2 separate regions of the Gossypium hirsutum genome follow, and region 2 is linked to region 1. A link is a contact called in public Hi-C data. All regions are on one chromosome and are shown on one strand. Each heading gives the region's core, a stretch centred on a gene start, on an enhancer-like site or on the middle of the called end of the contact. The rest is flanking DNA. Distances are from core to core; before and after follow the strand shown. Region 1 holds the start of LOC107948144 (rho GTPase-activating protein 5). Region 2 holds the start of LOC107923325 (probable L-gulonolactone oxidase 6).

What was found. A called contact is a pair of places that touch in the nucleus more often than the background predicts.
Region 2: a contact with region 1 is called in a Hi-C map of leaf, with 4 times the contacts expected there. The contact joins the promoter of LOC107923325 here to the promoter of LOC107948144 in region 1. A contact is called at or near these places in 6 of 34 Hi-C or Micro-C datasets (callus and leaf).

Annotation. Positions count from the first base shown.
Region 1 is chrA12:82,135,724-82,142,604 of Gossypium_hirsutum_v2.1, forward strand. LOC107948144 (rho GTPase-activating protein 5) reads left to right here and starts at 4,115. Exons shown (of 5, transcript XM_016882615.2): 1 at 4,115-4,739; 2 at 4,832-4,952; 3 at 5,017-5,136; 4 at 5,238-5,468; 5 at 5,790-6,477. The coding sequence starts at 4,312. The coding sequence ends at 6,284. It also overlaps the pseudogene LOC107948145.
Region 2 is chrA12:82,653,960-82,660,840 of Gossypium_hirsutum_v2.1, forward strand. LOC107923325 (probable L-gulonolactone oxidase 6) reads right to left here and starts at 3,011. Exons shown (of 4, transcript XM_016853532.2): 1 at 2,129-3,011; 2 at 138-393. The coding sequence starts at 2,821.

The sequences.
Region 1 (6,881 bases), core at 2,865-5,364:
CCAAATCGAAATTGCAGACACACTGTAGGACTATGAGAATGCTAGAAGATGTATTACTCAAAATTACTAGTTATATACAAACGATGATGGGTGGCTTAGCCAAAGCCCCTCAAATTCTACTATCAACATCAATTCAATCCCCCGGTTTATAACATGTCTCTAGAAAGATTTAAACTACCTTAGTCTACTCTATACAGGATTATAACAATCTAGAGCTTCACGAATATAGTTTTAGTTCTTTAAATGACCTTTTGGACTCTTCAATTTTCGCCAACTTTTTAGGAACCTTTGGTGTTTCTCTCTTCCTTCGAGGATGTTCTAGTTCTGTCTCATGTGAGGGGGCTTATTTCAGCCCCTAGTGGCTACCGTTCGCACCCTTGGTGGGCTTCTCCACCACGATACTTTAACTTAATATTAAGGTCTTCTCCAGATACTTTAACTTAATTTTAGGGAATAATTTATATTAGAATGATCTTAAAAATTAAGATTTTTAGGCATCCATAAAAGTTTGCCACATCATCAAATTTTGAAAACATGAAGTTCTTATTATGCACTCATCTATGAAGAAATTATTTTATAGACCTTTTTCACCATATTATCTATTGTCCCTTTTCAATTATTTAATAACATTTCAACAATTTTTTTCATATCCTTTTTCATCTTAAACCCTAAATTCTAAATCCTAAATCTTGAATCTAAATCTCGAATCCTAAATCCAAAACATAAAATCTTAAACGCTAAACTCGAATCCCGAACCCTTAAACCATGAATCCTGAACTCATAAATAGTAACCTTGAACCCTTGAACTTTGAACACGAACCCTAAGCCTAAACCATGAATCCAAAACCCAAACTCGAACCCTCAACTTTAAATCTCAAACCCAAACCCTAAATCTTGAGGTTCGGGGTTCAAAGTTTAAGATTTAGGTTCGAGTTTAAGGTTGAAGGTTTTGAGTTGAGGGTAAAATAATTACCAAAATTATGTGTCAATAACAAGAAAAAAATTAAAAAAAATTCTATTTTTTTAAAATTTGTAAAAGAAGAAAAGATGTTTGTTTATAATTTTAAAAAATTAAAGTAATTTAATTAAAGTTAAATTAAGTTGGAGAAGATATTAGATATTTTTATTTTTTTAAAAAAGGAACTAATAATACAATTTAAATATTTTTTAACAATTTTTTTAAGTTTAGCGTTTCAAAAATTTATTATTTAACCTAACCTATCAAAACAAAATTCCTGATTTCCTCCATATATTCTTAAATATTTTAAAAGAACCCTATTATTACTCTTTGGTTTGCTTATGTATGAGTATATAGACCTAAAATCCATAATGGGTCTTTGCTTGGGCCTCAACCGTTTTTGCATGAAATTATGGACATATGCATGATATCTAAACGCTTCCATTACGAGCCAAGATTTTAGTCAACGTTGAGTTGTTGAGGGCGTTAACATCATTGCCAACATTTGTATCTTTACTCCATTTTCACACACATATAAATCCCTGCATGTTTACTGGTAAAACCCTTCTTTGCATCTCTAAAGCATGTAGTAGTACCAATGAGGTCCTGAATACAATGACAAACGTTGAGGTTTTGGGTTTTTTAGTATCAAATTTTAAGTCTCAATGTGCACAATTATCATGTGTGGGTCTTTAATCTCACCATGTGTTGTTGTCATATGTAGATTTTAGTTTGGCAAGCCAGTTTTAGTCTAAATTATTCTGATTTTTAGTTAATTTGTGTTCAATATTAATTTGATTTTGTATTGTAGTTGCTCAATCGTATATTTGTGATTGTATTTATACTTATAAGCTCTAAAAAAAAAATAAAGTAACGCAATAATCTACATCCCTTACTCAATAAAGTTTTTAATTAGTCTAATCGCGAATTTCATCCTTATATTTTACGAAAACTTAAAAATAAGTATTTCAACAAAAAACTTTCAAAATTTAATCTTTATACTTTATCAAATTTGAGGAGTAAAATCATGTTGTTAGTAAGTAGGTGAACTTAAACCCTTGAGTTTTTCATTAATAATTTTGCATATCAATTATTAAACTCTTAATTTTTGTTAATTATAGGTGTTGAGGGGAAATCAACTCTTCAAATAAGTTTTGTCTTCAAAGTGTCATTTTTGGACAATCAATCTGGACCTCAATAATCAAATGTATTGTCCCTATATCGAAGTTTTATCTTTAGCATCTATAAAGAGTTAATATAGTTCATAAAAAGAAAACATCTCAATTAGTGAAGATAAGTATTTATAAAACTCAAAATAAATATTAGTATTGAGCGTGTAAATAATTATATGTTATATATAAAGTGAAGGTAGGTACCTCTATAAATTTTGGTTGACATAAAGTAAACTAGACTTCCGAGATAATTCAATATGGTTTTTAACTCAACAAGATGTACATCAACATCCGAGAAAAACAGGACCAAACACCAAGAACTGAATCGCTCAGCAAACATAAACAAGTTCAATAACTTTTCTTGATTTGATCACCAAAATCAAAGCTTCGGGGACTTAAAACAAAAGTCAGAACATTTAGAACCCCCAGCAAATGTGTCTATACCTGTGCATGCAAATTGCAAACTGCAAATGCAACAGTAGACATGTGAAGTGTAAAAAGCATTCCACTTTCCAGTTCAGACAAGATTAGGGATGTGGGACCAGGAACCGTCGGATCAACATCAGGCGGTGGGACTATATCTGCATGGTAGGTGTTCATTGTTCACGTGTCTCGTCGTATTTGCCGCTGCATGGTCATGGTGTATTTAATTAACCGGTAGCTACCCTTTCCATGTCTGCCTTTTACCTCCCTTGCTTTCACAAAACTTGGTTCTTAAAAGTACAAAACTCTTTACCATGTCTATCTGTTCAGAACTATTTAACAGGCTTTTCCATCCACTTTTATATTAAAAGATTGGTAAAAGTGCTATAGAATTCCTCTATTAGTTGTTTAGATTACAATTTGTGTTCCTGTATTTAAAAAACGGTAGATTAAAAAGTAATTTGGTCAATTCTATTGAAATTTCAATCTATTTCTGTTGTTAACAATTGACATGGCTGACGGAATATAACCAAACAATTACAAGTGGCATGCTTAGTGTACCTCATTCTAATGTATAGGGATCAAATTTTAAAATTATAAATAGATGAAATTTTTAACAGAAGGATCCGTTTGCTTTTTAATTTAACGTATAGGAGCTAATTTGCTCTTTTTTTAGTAAAAGGAAAAAAATATAATCTGACTTATAGTATAAGGGCCTCCATTGCACTTTTACCTATTTTGTTTGATCAAAGCTAGATACTTTTTAAGTAAAGTATTGAATTTAAGTTTTAGGAATGAAGAAAATAGCAGTGGAACAAATTTGGTCCCCAAATCTAATTTGATTTAACTTTGAATTCAAAGGTTTTATGTAACTATGGGACATTGAAGGTGTCGTATAAAAGAAAGGTTAAATTTTGCTATCACTCACTTTATTTTATAAAAAATTGTAGATTTAGTTCTTATACTTTTTAAATTAGTCAATTTTAGTCCTTATATTTTTAAAATTTTGAAATTTTAGTCATCACCCAAATAATAAGAATTAAATTTATTTGGTTAAATTCAATTACTAGTCTAGCACTATGCGTACAATTGTAGATTAGTCTATATTCTCCAATTGTACAATTCTAAGTCTCTATACTTTTCGAAATTTACAATTTCAATCTTGATACAAATGATGGTCATTAATCCATTAACTGGATTTTTAGTGAATAATGAGGAAATAACAAGTTGACATGGTATTACACATATGATAATATATTTGCCACATCAAATTTTAAAAATAATAGAATATAACATAATGGATTTAATAGTTATTCTTTTGGTGAGGACTGAAACTTTAAAATTTAAAAAGTAAAAGGACTAAATTCACAATTTTTGTTAAGTTCAGAGACTAATAACATAATTTAGCCTAAAGAACAGATGTTTAATGGGACCTTATGTGTATATATTACAAAAAAGGATTTTTTTTTCAAATATATTTTTTTAATGGTACTCTTGAAACTGTCTTTCTGCAATGACAGCTTATTAGTAGGGTAGAAAGCACCCATAAAAGCTTCAGATTTGAGACAAAAAAAGAAACCTTGCCATGTGCCCATGTGACTGTACTGTGGGGGACAAGAAGTGAATATATATGTATATATATGTACACTCTAATTTAAGTTGAATTTTAATGCATTTTTATAATTAATAAGAGCTGTTATTTTCATTTTCTCATATATAATACATATTTTAACGTAAGATTTTGGATGAGAGAGAACGATGGCTGGGTTGTTTCGATCCAAATCTTGTGGACTGCTCGGACTCAGTGAGTTAAACCATGCTGCTCCGAGTCCATTCTTTCACCAAACCAAGACGAATGACGATCATGAAGAAGAAGAAGATTTTGCAGAAGATGGGATGAACCCTATTGCTACGACGCCATTGATAAGCTCGAAATCGAAATTTGGTTGTAGTCATGGAGGACGACGAGACAACAACCAATTCCCGTTTGTGGATATATTAGCAGCGTTGTTAAGGAAGTCATTAGTCACTTGCAGTGTGGACACCAACGACATATCTTCCATGGATATTAGCTTACCAACTGATGTCAAGCATGTCTCTCATGTTACTTTCGACTGCTTTAATGGCTTCCTCGGCTTACCTACTGAACTCCAACCTGATGTTCCCTCAAAGGTTCCTAGTGCCAGGTTTGTTTCTTCAAAGCCTTGGATCCATGAAAGTTCTGGTTATGGATTCTAAGAACTCAATTGATCTGTTTCTGTTTATTGCATGTTTACAGTGCAAGTGTTTTTGGGGTTTCTCCTAAGTCAATGCAGTGTTCTTATGATGATAAAGGGAATAGTTTGCCAACAATTCTTCTTATGATGCAGAGTTGTTTTTATGATGAAGGAGGTCTTAAGGTAAGAGTCTTAGCCTATGTTGGTTTAATGACTAAATTATGTTTTAATTGTGTTTCATTTGAAGGCAGAAGGAATATTTCGGATTAATGCCGAAAATAGTCAAGAAGAGTATGTTCGAGACAAGTTAAACAAAGGTATCTTACCGCACGGAATCGATGTCCATTGTTTAGCTGGTTTGATAAAGGTATAGATATATATAAGCATGTCTGGTTTTAAACCTTGGTGATGATTGAATTTGTGCCTTGCGATTCACGGCATATCTGGTTTCGAATTAATGTTTCGTAGGCATGGTTTAGAGAACTTCCTAGTGGAGTGCTCGATTGCCTTACACCGGAGCAGGTGATGCATTGCAACACGGAAGACGATTGCGTTGAGCTTGTGAAGTTGCTTCCTTCAACAGAAGCTGCTTTACTTGATTGGGCTATCAATTTGATGGCAGATGTTGTGGAGTATGAACAATACAACAAAATGAATGCACGCAACATCGCGATGGTTTTCGCACCGAATATGACTCAGGTACTTTTCTTTGTTGCATTTAGGGGTCTTGCTAGTTCAACTGCACCGGGGCGAGTGGCCTGGTGAAGTGAGTTCACCTTGTGTGTTTCACAGCTGCCCTGTTTCGGACAGTAATGGACGGCCTAAACATGTGGACATTGGAGTAAACATTACTGTCCCTTGGGGTAGTATAGTATTGTTGGCCTCTCATCTCGGCAGAGTGGCAGAGTGGAAGGCTAGGACCGGAGAGAATCCGCCATAACTGATTTCTCCTTATTCTGTTCTGAAACACTTAGTTTTAGGAAAAAAAACTGAATGGAGGAATATATCTACCTAATGCAGATGGCCGATCCCTTGACAGCATTGATTCACGCCGTGCAAGTGATGAACTTCCTCAAAACATTGATCTTAAAGACAATTCGAGAAAGGGATGAGTCCGCTACCAAGGACAGGTTGCTTCCATCTTGCTCAGATTGTCCTACAGGCATAACCGATACATGTGCATCTAAGGAACCTGCCACTGCTAAGTTCTTGAGGGTTGACACATTGAGTAGACTCGAAAGTGACCCCGAAGAGAAACAATGGAGCAGTCAGGATAGTAACAGAGAAGAGGAAGTTGAGTCCATTTCAGGCAACAATATACTAAATGAATGGGAAATGGGAAATGTTGAAACTGAATGTAGAAGTGGATATGATAACGGTGACCGGCTAAGTTTAAGAAAAGGTGTAAGGCGATTATGCAGGCACCCGATATTCCAGTTGAGTAAGCCGACGAAGAAGACACGGAATCTCGGGATTGTAAATACTAGAGGAAGAGGTGGAGAAGCTTGGGTATGATAAACATCAATGGTGATTGTTGTTTGTGTAATATGCATTATAATGGTATACTCCTTGTACTAGCGTATGATGTGCAGTATTGAAGAAGTAATGAACTGAATCTTAATCTGCAATTTTAGGTAGCATAACTGAAAATAGTTTCATAAATGTAGACGATATATTTATAATACGAGTAATTTATAAGAGTTGAGTATATATAGGTCTCAGACATGGCTCTTGATGGAAGAGCTATATCCACTTTGATCATCATAATACTTGGACCAAAGCATAACTCCGCCGTACTTGGAGGAATTCTTTATGGCAGGGAGGACCTTGGATGTGAGATCGTTTACGGGGATGAAACCGCTGCCTGCTGCATCAGGAGCTGCCGGTAAGCCAAGGAATATCTTGGTTGCCGGGATATCCGAAGTCCATTGTTTCCATGCATCTTCAAGGTTGGCAATATCGGCCGACGAGTATTGGCAAGGAGGGTTGTTATAGAATTGGACCCAAACATAATCAAAAAGACCCGTTTTCAATGCATTTCCAACCCAAGCATCAGGGAATGGGCATTGAGGAGCTGCGGTTAAGTACACTCTCTTGCCTTTCTTGCTATAT
Region 2 (6,881 bases), core at 1,761-4,260, 520 kb after region 1:
TCATTAAACAAATTCATATTAGTAAATAAATAAATAGCTAAGCTAAAATGTTATTTCGATGTTCATGCAACGTGTAATTCATCTCCTCTAATAAACTTGCAATGAAAATGAAAATAACAGTAATAGTGGATACTAACCTGAAGATCGAACAAGAGCCAAAACAAGCGAAAGAGTGGAGCGAAATGGAGTGAAATTATAAACACCATTCCCGGATACATTAATGGGGACCCGATCATCGATTCTATAGATCGCCTTTCGTTGACTGGGGTACCAAAATATGTCTGCAAATTCATGGAGTTTGCCGAAAGTCACAGCTTCATCTCCCAAATCTGTATCATCCTTTCTTACATAAGTAATGGATCTTTTGAAAAGAGGTTGAAGTTTGAATGTCACCTATAAAGCAATCAAATAAGTATACATAAATATGCATGTATCATTGATAGTCCTGTGATAATTGCTGTTCATGATAACACTCACAAATGACTTAAATTAAATTGGATTATCTGACATTTTTAACACAATTTTTTTAATACTAAAAATGTCATATAATTTAAATAATAATAATAATAAGCCATGAATGCTTTTGCAAACAAAGATTGTCCGCCAGAGAAACGTGTTGACTATAGGAATAACAATACATAAACATAGCATTTATATGCAACTATACTGAATTAAACAATCTAGCACCTTAGATTCCACCAAACTTAAGCTTTTGTTGTATAATTATAAATAAAATTATTCGACCCAAAATCTGATCTAAGGTCGTCCCTTATTATATAATAAGATTTTACAAACATCGAAAGAAAGGAGGGATTGACTCTGCTTTTTGGAAGAGAACATTATTCTCTTCTCCATATTGACCTCCATTGATATGTATATCAACAAGTTTCTATTTAAAATTAAACTATTATGTAAATAATATATCAAATAAAATTTCAGTTTACTGAATAATATTTAAGTATCATAATTTAAATTACTTTTTATATTTTTCTTATATTAGATCACATATAATTATAAATAAAACACATTATAAATATTTTATTTTAAAAAATCACTCATGTCATAATTCTTTTTTTAAATATGTCGTTTTTCTTTTTCTTTTTGACATTTAGCTTTTATTGTTTTAATTTGTTCCCAACGCCTTTCTATGCTAGTAGGGTTTTTTTTTTGTTTATATATTATTAACATATTTATTTCAGTTCATTAATATTTCCATAAAAATACTTGATTTTATTTTTTTAATAGCTTATTCGTTAAGAAAAATAAAAGGGAAAAAAGAAAGAAAGAAATGAACCATTAAATTTGAAAAAGAAAAGTTAGGAGAGTATCATTGAATGAATATAAAAAAAAATCTCATATATGTAGGTAATCATTCAATGATTTGGGACCCAAATTGTATTCACCTAAAATTATTTTATATTATTATTAGGGTAATTTTTTTGGGAGAAATTTTTAAAGAGTCATCTTCGGGAACATTGACCTGCTCCCTTAATATGAAATATATTATCTCTTGGAGAGGGTCTGGCCTCTTTTTCCACCCCCTACACGCAAAGAGCTGTGATTGGGATAGGGGATCGAATCCCACTAAGGGCAAGACGCACACGTCGCTTCTTTGTGGGTGACCGTAAGTCCACCTCAGTGAGCCGTACACAATTCTCAATAGAAGCAGGCATGGTGTCTTCAAAGATGACATTTGAAAACTTCTCTCAAAAAAATCAATCCCCTTTTACAATTATTCAAGTTGTTCTTAATTTTTAAATAATTATTTTTGTTTAATAATTATTAATTATATATCTTAAGAATACAATGTAAAGTAAGAATATAATGTAATCAGTTTACTCATAAGATAATAGTAAAATTATTCCTTATAGAAAAGTAAGGGGGACCGTCTCGCCCGGCAACCCCACCCTCATAGATTTGCCCACTACCATTTTGGCCAAGAACTATAAGTGACAGCTATGGTGGATGGTTTCTTGGATCCTGAATTTCCAGCTCTCATCCGTAGAATATAGTTTAATCATATGATCAAACTATCAATTCATGTCATCCCAAGGAGAATAATGGCCATAAACACTTAAGGATCCATAAAAAAATGGAGAAAGAGGAGCTGAAAGACAGTGAGAGTTACCTGTGAGATTACCCCAAGAACTCCAAGCGAAACCTTAGCTGCATCGAGATCTTTGTCTCTCTCATTCAACACCCACACCTTAGCATATCCATCTTCAGCTTTTGCAGGGCTTACAATTCTCATCTCCACAACATAATCATGAACTGAACTCCCTTTCCCCCACAAGGAGCTCCCATGAGCGCCTGTACCTAAAAGGCCACCAATGGTCAATCCCCACCAATACGGTGCGTAAGGCAATGCGAAACCAGCCTTAGCTGCTTCAGTAATCAGTTGCCTCAACGTCACACCGCTCTCCACAGTCATCGTCATTGCCTCCGTGTTGGTTTTCAATACACGGTTAAGGTTCTTGGTGCTAACAAGCAACCCATCTTGGCCGTCGGGACAGACCAACTTGGGAATGCTGTGAGAGAAATGTGTCACCACTTTCATTTTCCTTTTGGATTTAGTTGCCGCCGATACGATCGAAACCAGCTCTTGTTCTGACGTTGGGTAAGCCACGTTCCCCGCTCTGCAAATGGCTCGGTCGGGGAACATGCCGTAAGAGTTTGTGACGGTGCAGTTGGAATCTTTGGTGGAACATTTGACGGGCTCCCCTGGGGGATTGCAACCCACTAAAACAACTAACAGACAGAGGCATTTCCATAGGAGAAGCACATTGAACTTGTTTGAAAACAACATTGGTATAGCTGGCATGGTTGATGGAAACTAATAGACAGAGGCTTTATAATCGATTGATTTTTCCACTCTAAAATATTTCGTATTTACCCGCAAATTCACACTTTGTTTAGCGTAGAAGGGGCTTCTCGCAATAAACTCAAGTATGTTTTCAAAAATGCTTCCAAGTTAAGGACTATTGAAAACGTTACTTAATTGCCTTTTTCTTAATGGCATTTTATGGAGCAACAGTTCTTATTTGAAAAAATAATCATAAACCCTACAAAAATTAATATTTATTTTATTATTTCTTGATATTTTTTTTAAGTTAATGATAAGGTGTGTGTTTCAATGGAATTTGCAGTCCCTGTAATTTGTTGCGTTTCATTTTCTACTTTTTGCCCTCTTTTGTGTCAAGTTACGCACAAGTGAAATTATTTAGATTGTAAAACAAATCCATTGGCTGCACATGCTCCAACCTCATAGCTGGGGATGAAACTAAAAGTAGTATGTAGGACGGCTATTATTATTTTGGAGTAAAAAATCAATTAACATAAATCACATTTGAATAGTCGAAATCAAACACACCAAATAGACCAGTTCATATGATATCTCATTTTCCCATCTATCATCGTACTTAGAAAACAACCAAATAGGGAAAAGGAGTTAATTTGAAGAGATTTCTTTGCTGTATTCACTTGTTTACATGCATCACAAAACAGAGAAACTACTGTCCTTTCCTCTCTTTCTTTGATCGTCATATACATTTTTTAAGGTTAATTTCACCTTACATCTCAAACTCTAAAATATTCTAAATTGAATCAGTAAAGTTTATATAGAATGTATTGAAATCACCCCGTCAAATTTTAAACACGTGTGACACTAGCAGAGGTGAATACCCAAAATATATATATAGAAAATACCCTTTTTAGTACTGACCCAAAAAAACAAAGATATTTCAAAATTTTTATAATTCATTTCTGCCGCTTTAAAAAATTTCTAAATTTAACAACTATTTTAGGGTAATTTACTAAAAAAGCTCATTTCTAAAATTATTTATGGAAATGGGCCAATTTTTTATTATTTATCAGAAAGGTCTGAATTCCCCGAAAATGCGTTCATGTAAGCGCAAAGTCAGGGGACGTGTCGGCAAAATGCTCCCCCAGGGACACGTTTTGCCCCTTTTTTAGGGTTAGAGTTTTTTGTGCTTGATTTAGGGTTTTAGGGTTAGGGTTTTAAGAGTTAGGGTTTTATTGTGTTTAAGGTTTTAGGGTTAATTAAATTAGGGTTTAGGGTTAATTAATTAAATTAACTATTAATTTAAAAAATTAATTAAATTAGGGTTTAGGGTTTTTAGGATTAATTAATTAAATTAGGATGCACTATCAGCAAAATTACTAAAAAAAACTCCCACGTTGACGCTCTTTTGCTACAGTAGTATCTGAAAAAATAATTTTGAGAAGACATTTCTAAACAAATAGTGTCCAAAATGCTTCAAGCATGATGCACTGTAAGCAAAATTATTGAAAAAAGTTCCCACATGGACGCTCTTTTGCTAGAATAGTATCTGAAAAAATAATTTTGAGAAGAAGTTTCTGAACAAATAGTATCCAAAACACTTCAAGCAGGATGCACTATCAACAAAATTACTGAAAAAAACTCCCACGTGGATGCTTTTTTGCTACAGTAGTATCTGAAAAAGTAATTTTGAGAAGACGTTTTTGAACAAATATTGTCCAAAAAGCTTCAAGCAGGATGCACTGTCAGTAAAATTACGTAAAAAGCTCCCACGTGGATCCACTTCAAAAGCCCGGCCTCGATAGTGCAGAAGTTGCATTATTTTCTGAACCAGAGCCTGTTCCAACCATACCTGAAGATGTTGAAGGGGGTTCAGATGAAGAAGAAGATCCGCGATTCAAGGCGTACTCTCCTCCATCCCTAATGCATAATGTCGATCTATCTCAAGATAATGCGTTGGAATTTCTAGATCTACCACACAGAATGCATGACAGTACAAGTTCGTTATTGGATTCGGTTGAATTTGAAGTTGGTAGGGAGTTTTCCAATAAGGATAGTTTTCTTGGTGCATTGAAACAACATAGCATCATGGACGGGGTTAACTACAATGTGGTTAAATCCAAATCCGATAAGTTTGAGGCCAAGTGTACAGTGCAAGACAGTACATGTTCATGGAAAATCATGGCCTCGTTGAGCAAAAGGACAAGCTTGTGGGAGATAAAAAAGTACTAATGTCCACATACATGTGTCGGCAGTACAGTATCACTAGGTGTTTAGGGTTTTTGAATAATACTATTATTACATAATGTTGCATTATTTAACGTACTTCGTTGACAGGTGTTTCACAAGATCATCCCAAGATGGATTCAGATATGTTAGCTAGCTTAATACTACCGACGGTGAAGGGGGATCTCAAGACTTTAGTGCCGGTCTTAATTGCCAATATTCGTAGCCAATTGAGGTACACGCCCTCTTATCGCAAGGTTTGGATAGCTAAGCAGAAAGGCGTTGGAAAAAATGTATGATAAGTGGGATGCTTCATATAATGAAGTGTGGCAGTGGTGTCAGGTGCTGGAGAGATATGTCTCAGGTTGCATAACAGCCTTGAAACGACACCTGCGTACTGCAACGACCGATTGCTCTGTGGATGCCAAGTGTTCAAGCGTCTATTCTAAAACTTTAAGCAATGCCGGGATGCATTTCTATATTGCAAGCCATTGGTGCAAATTGACGGTACCTTTATGTATGGTAGATATACCCATCGGCTATTGTTAGTTATGGTACAGGATGGCAATAGGAGAATCCTTCCAATCGCATTTGCAATAACACCGGGGGAGTCAGCTGATGATTGGGATTTCTTTCTTTTTAGGTTAAGGAGGCATGTCTAGCCCCAACCTAATATCTGCGTTATATCAGATCGGGGCACTGGAATACTAGCCGCAATTGAGCGACAGGGAAGCTAATGGCATTGCACACACCATCGGTATTGCCTAATGCACGTTGCGTCTAACTACTATAGGTAATATCGATCTACAACTGAACGACGGCAAGTGGTCAACATGGGTATTTAATCTCTATTAATATAATTTCATTTGTAATATTCAATTTATTATGAATGGAAGAGTGGTATGTAATTTTTGTTATCAACTTATATTGGCAGGGTATGTGATAAGTAAGGACCGTTTTCATGAGATGTTAGCGGTTTTACGTTCAGTTAACGAAGAATACGTAGATTACCTCTGTAACATACCTTTCGAACAGTGGACACAAGCATACAACGGTGGCCTATGATATGGTCATATGACCTCAAACCTGGCTAAATGTATAAATTCTGTTCTAAAAGGAACGCGTCATTTGCCAATAACATCGGTTATGCAAGAGACATATTTTCATTTAACGACACTATTTTCAAAGCGCGTTGTGAGTTATAAAGGCCAAATGCAGGGAGGTCATGTATGGTGCGCGAAGGTATTGCAATAAATTAACATAGCGAAGGCACGGGCCAACACCATGCACACAGTATGTCATGATCATGACAACCTATGGTTTCGTGTAACGGAGTTTGACAGACCAAACCAAGGTATTATTAGCGGGCAATATCGTGTGCAATTGAGAAATAGGACTTGCGACCAGGGGACGTTTGACGAACTACGTTATCCATGCGCTCATGTAATTATAGCTTGTCAGAATCTCCATCTGGATCTCATAAGCTATGTCGATGAAGTGTACAAAATAGAATATATGTACAACGTGTGGAGACACGTATTCCCACCAGTCCCAGATGAACGTAAGTGACCGTCTGTATCGCTTGCTCCGTTTAAGCTATTACTAGATAGAGAATTGCGTCGCAAACCAAAGGGTCGACCTTCCTCGAATAGAATACGTAATAATATGGATATCCAAGAAGCAACAAACCAATAGAAGTTGTGCGGATGGTGTAGGAACCCAGGCCATACAACTCGATCATATCCAAATCGGATTAGTTGATAGTTGTTGTAATAAAATAATGTTGCATTATTTATATTTTATTAAAAATATAAAAAAATATTGCCTTACTCAAAAGAACATTTATTTTATTAAA